Regions from separate parts of the Zea mays genome. Here region 1 is linked to region 2. A link is a contact called in public Hi-C data. All regions are on one chromosome and are shown on one strand. The core of a region is the stretch at or near the end of the contact, and the rest is flanking DNA. Distances in the headings are between cores, read along the strand shown.

Region 1 (2,700 bases), core at 100-2,599, 200 kb after region 2:
TTAGTGCGTGTTTAAAGTTATAAATTTCAGGTTTCGCCTATTCACCTCCCTCTAGGCGACTTTCAATCACTAAATTTAGAGTTACGGTTATTTAGTTATAAATTTCTGAAGTTATTTAGTACCTAGAATAGATTAATTCAAATGAACATTTTAATTCAAGTTTCATAGTTAAACAGAGGTACTAGGTGATGAATAATCTTAAAACAAAATTAATGCCACTGGAATGAATCAATTTGGACTTATAATGAATTGAATATGAATTATATAAGTTTCTGAAATTACTTTTGTATTAAAAATCAATTTTCCTTAACTATTTCTCTAATTTCTCTGATCTCGGGATTGGGTGCCAAATTCTGGAAAAGCCAGGGGCTGGCGCGCAAGTTTCCCCGAGACACAGAATCTACCAGGACAGACCGCGGGTTGGTTCCCCAAAAACAGAGGGGCTTTTCTGCAAAACGTGCACGGCGAAGGGGTACCGTGATCCCTCGGCCGTTGGATCTGGGTTTAGCGTGTAGGATTAGATCTACTCTAGTTATTTAACCGCGGTCACTCTTGGTCGTCGGATCCGAGATCCACGGTCCATACCTGATCGGAACCAATGGCTCGGATTTAACTATCCTAAACGGCTGTGCGCCACGATCCAAGCCGTCCGCTTCAAGATCCGCAGGCAGGGAGCCGTCTTCCTCGACCCGTCACCCATAAGCCATCGGCGGCAGCTAAGCCCCACGGCGACGCCCAGAACAGAGACGCCATACCGGTTGCGCTTAGTGCACCAAACTCACGCACAACCCCTGCTATGCGTAGAGACGGTTACAGTGATCACGTGGGAGTAAAAACTTACCAGGATATGGCAGCGCAGGATTCGGTCCATGAGACGAGGCGGCACCGCGACGGTCAGGGAAGTCCGGCGAGCAATTCGTCGACACCCCGAACACAACACCCACAACTATCGGATTCCAGGGATGACGACGGATCATCCGCAACGGCCCTTGCTGGCACGGGGGGCGCTACCGGCGTCAATTGCCTGCGGCGGCAACGGAACTGACTTGGCAGCGATGCACAGCTACGGGGGCACTGACCTAAGGTTACGGAAGGTCAGGGCAGCCGCGCTGGGGTGGAGCTTTATGCAGGGTCAACCCCATCACTCCGCCCCAGCAAGCCGAACTCTGCGGATGGTGGTTGGGAACCATTCTTGCCGAGATTCACGGGAGGAAGAGGAACAGTGGAAGTCGCTGGGTCCTGCACGCCAGAGAAAACGGAAGCCGCGATTGACCCGCGGTGTCTAGTTGAACGGGCCTGCATGGTAGCCAAAAGCACAAACAAACGCGCGCGGTTCTGCACAGCCGGGCCCACGGGTCGGCCACACACACGCGACAGCGCACAGAAACGGACGAGTGGGGGGTAATGGGCTGCCTTGGTAACCAAGTTGAACCAAGACAGGGAATTCAGCCCAGCGTCCGTTTTCCATTTTTTTTCTCTTTATTCTTTTCTTTTCTATTTTTTCAAATCCAAGTGCTCAAATGAATTTGAATCCGTAGTTTGATTTTCAGACTTTCAAATTTCAAATAAGATTCTGATGTGAATGGTACTACATTCTTTTTGAGAAAATTATTTATGTACCGTTATATTTGTTATTTATCACACATTTTAACTCTATTGCTCCCAATTTATTTAGTGCTTTTAATTTGAACTTGTGTCTAGTCTTATTTCATTGATAATTTTGTATTTGATGCACAGACAAAAGGAAATCCAACATGATACATCGAGTATTTTACGAGTTATTTGTTCACTTAAATCATGATGTTCCCATGTTGAAATGAATAGATGGCAAGATATTTACGGTGATCAACTCACTTCGTATTATTTATATTTTGGGTATTACAATATGTAGCACTTAACCCTTGCATATGTCAACTTGCCACCAGGTTTCTCAAGACTAGAATGGGTTCACGCCAACCGAGAGCATGGATACTCCATCGTCCAGACTCTTGCCACGGAGGGTACACGCTACTCTTGCCATCTCTCCACTCCCATTGCGTGGTGGCCTTTCTGGTATTGGTCCGACCGAGGCAAAGCTTACCCATGATGAGGCATGTGGTCAGTTAAAAGGTCCTCGATCATCAAGCCTACATCGGCTCGGTCCTTAATCGACTTAGACGGAGACACTACACCGCGACTCGTTTCTCGTGCAAGTCACCCGCTCTGTCTCGTCTTTATTACTTAAAAATCCAAAGTTTGGTACCTGACAGAGGTACTTCTTTTTAGATGTTGAACCCATCACGGCCATGATGGATTCACCATCATAAGTCTTTTCTTTTTAAAAATCCCCATCCAGTGTGGAGCATCACCTTTTATTTAAAACAAAACATTTTGTTTTCTAAAGCAAGACTAAGCATCAGAAAACTTGTTTGAATAAATCAGGTAACAAGGAATGGTAATCAATTTTCCAAGGAAGGGATTGTTGGGCACAAAACTCCTATCACCTAATGCATCAAACAAGGTGATAAAGTTTTAAAACAACAAGGAAAAGGATAATGCATCGGGGCTTGTGTTGCAGGAGGTTAAGGGTCCACTCCGCAGATGTTGAAGTAAAAGTTGTTCTCCGCTGGAGGATTTTCAGCTTGGGAGACAACCTCTTTGTCTATCACAGTTTCTTCCTCGTGTTCTATACATGACAATACATGTACATGAATGCTTATG
Region 2 (2,700 bases), core at 63-2,562:
TGTTGTGCACTTGTTCTCAAATACTGTGGATCAAGAACAAGACAACACAATTGTTAATTAATTATAGACCTTTGTCTTTCGAAGCATTATTCCCACATGAGTATAATGCCTGTTGGACGAAAGTCGAGAAGGACATACCTTTATCATTTAATATGTACAAGAATGTAAAAGGATGAAGGCACTAACTGCATCTCATTAATTCATGCACATTTATATTCCATAAAACACGCATGAATATTAACATCATTTCTATTACATTAATAACTTCGGCTTACTTGAATGTGGAGAGCGAGAGAGTGATCCCCATTCAGTGTGAACAGTACGGTGCTACTGTTCATCTATTTATAGTCACGGGACGCAACCCAGGTAAAAGTACATTTATGCCCTTGATATTTATCTATGACCATAATACGAATCATTAAGGATTGGATAGTCTTCATCCCTTTTCAGCCCTCATCATACTTGGTCTTCGTCATCACGTCAAACCGAAGCTATCCGGCTATAGCTCCATCATTCATTCTTATCACCTTCGGGTAATATCTTCACCTTGTCATGAGAGAAAACCTTCATCCTGAAGCCGAAGCCCCTCTGTAATAATCCATATCATACTGAAAACATATAGTCAGTCACGTTTTTGAGGACCTTCGGGAGAGGAAGGCCCCCAACAGTCTATTTGACCCTATGTTTTGCTAATAAGTCATGCATCATGCTGAGATTTTTGTTTGTGCATATGTTTTGAGACAAGATGGGGATACATCCTTTTTCTTACTAATCTCGAGGATGAGATTTCTTTAAGGGGATAGGATTTGTAAAGCCCAAAGTTGGTAGAAGGGAAAAATAATAAAATAAATAAATACAAAAATATGCACCTCATGATGAAATTCTTGCATTTTTGTATTTGTATTCAAATTGTGAGACAAGTTTAAATTAGGAAATTAGAATTTGAAAATGGAAATAGAAAAAAATGGGAAGGGAAGGAAAGAAAAATATACACTAGAGAAAGAAAATAATATTAATGCAAATAGTGGATGTTATATCCTCATTAGGGATGCATTTTATATTTGAAAATTGGAAGTTCAAAACATGAATTTGAATTTGGTTTGGATATTTCAAATTGGAAAATAGAAAAGAAAAAGGTAATAGAAAAGAAAAAGGGAAAAGAAAGGGGGAAAGGAAAACCGCACCGGCCCGGCCTAATTCCCTAACCACCCCAAATACTATTTTTTCTCACTTTCGCACCAGCCCGTCCTGGGGCATGTCATGCGCGCCTGGTAGCCACTAGCAGGTGGACCCCGTGGGTCGGGCTCGTTCCCCTCACATTGGATGGCTTACCTGCGGGACCCCCGTGTCAGGCGCCCTTCTCCCCTATCCGCGAGCTAAGCTTTCAACAGACCACGTGGATCTCGCGTCCGCCAACAAACTCCATCTAGAGATTGCAGAGACCGTCGTCCCCTGGGCCATAAAATTCGTGCGCCATGGCCTTCTATCCCATTCCTTCGCCGTTCCTCAGTCGTCGATTTCCAGAGAGAGAGAAAGGATGTCCTTCTGCCAGGAACTTGGCGGCTCCGCCTCGGGCTCACGACTGCGTGCTACTCGGTGAAATTAAAGGGGCTAGGGTGTGTCGTCGAGGTTCGTTGTCCACGAGTGTGGTTTGCGGTGGTCGGAAAAGCACGAGGTTACTGGGGATTTCTCGCCGGAGGTCATTTCCGTCGCGACGTCGAGGACAGCCTTGCGCCCACCGTCTCCTTTGGTAAAATTTCCCCACCCATATTGTTCGCCTCGACCTCCTACTCACGTTGCATCATAAATTCTCGAAGTTGTGGGTCGGAATCGGTGTTGGCCGCGCGCTAGCCATGGCTCTACCGCAGGTATGCGCGCGCCACCGCCGCTGTCGGCCGTCGGGGAGGAGAGTGAATCAGGATAGTAGATCTTTGATGAACGCACGAGAATTAATCTAGGTATTTTAAATCATGGTCGTTCAATCAGCTAACGGCGGCTAGGATTACAAGATGTATACCCCCTTCACACAATAAATCGGTGCCGTTCGATTCGGATCGGGCACGTAGGATTAGATCTGTGTTTCGTTAAACTGTAACTGTTGATCTTCGATCCTGCGAACTGGAGCGCATAACGGTTAGAACCTAATCTTTGCCACCGGTTTCTGATTGAGCGGCCCAGAAGTAATGATACCCCTTTGGCGGGGACATTATGCTAAAGTGACCCCGTGTTGTGTTTTGTTAGTATCAACCCGCAGTACGGGTGTGTGTATAGAATAGAGCTATTAGGTCCACAATATTATAAAACCAACCCTGATCTTATTTACAATACCATGTGTTGTCCATCTGGAATAAAAGAAATATAGAGATGAATTCTAGTATGAAAATAATTATTATAACTTGTTTATTTTGTATCTTCTGCATTTTAACTCCTTTTTGATCCATTCCAGTTGCATTAGATCCATAATAATATTGTTTATCCCCTGGTAACTTTTTTTGTTATGAAACCTAAATTAAAATTATGCACATAATTTCTTTTGTACCCCACTTCTAAATCTTCAGAAAATCATAACTTTATAACCGTAGCTCCGAATTTAGTGGTTCTCGAACCTATGATCTCATTACAACACGTAGAATATTATTATGCAGCTTGAGCTTATGTTTAGTGTGATGTTAATTTTTCCTATACCATGTTTGTTTGTAT

What was found. A called contact is a pair of places that touch in the nucleus more often than the background predicts.
Region 1: a contact with region 2 is called in a Hi-C map of bundle sheath, with 4 times the contacts expected there. The contact joins two enhancer-like sites. A contact is called at or near these places in 3 of 25 Hi-C or Micro-C datasets (bundle sheath and leaf).

Annotation. Positions count from the first base shown.
Region 1 is chr9:63,040,517-63,043,216 of Zm-B73-REFERENCE-NAM-5.0, forward strand. No RefSeq gene overlaps it. Among protein-coding and RNA genes, the nearest start is that of LOC103638545, 71 kb to the left of the region's middle. Within about 2 kb of position 1,350, at least 17 of the 20 cell types and tissues checked have an H3K27ac peak or open chromatin away from gene starts, as enhancers often do. A contact at or near this core is called in bundle sheath and leaf, where this site is marked.
Region 2 is chr9:62,840,184-62,842,883 of Zm-B73-REFERENCE-NAM-5.0, forward strand. No RefSeq gene overlaps it. Among protein-coding and RNA genes, the nearest start is that of LOC103640019, 20 kb to the right of the region's middle. Within about 2 kb of position 1,313, at least 20 of the 20 cell types and tissues checked have an H3K27ac peak or open chromatin away from gene starts, as enhancers often do. A contact at or near this core is called in bundle sheath and leaf, where this site is marked.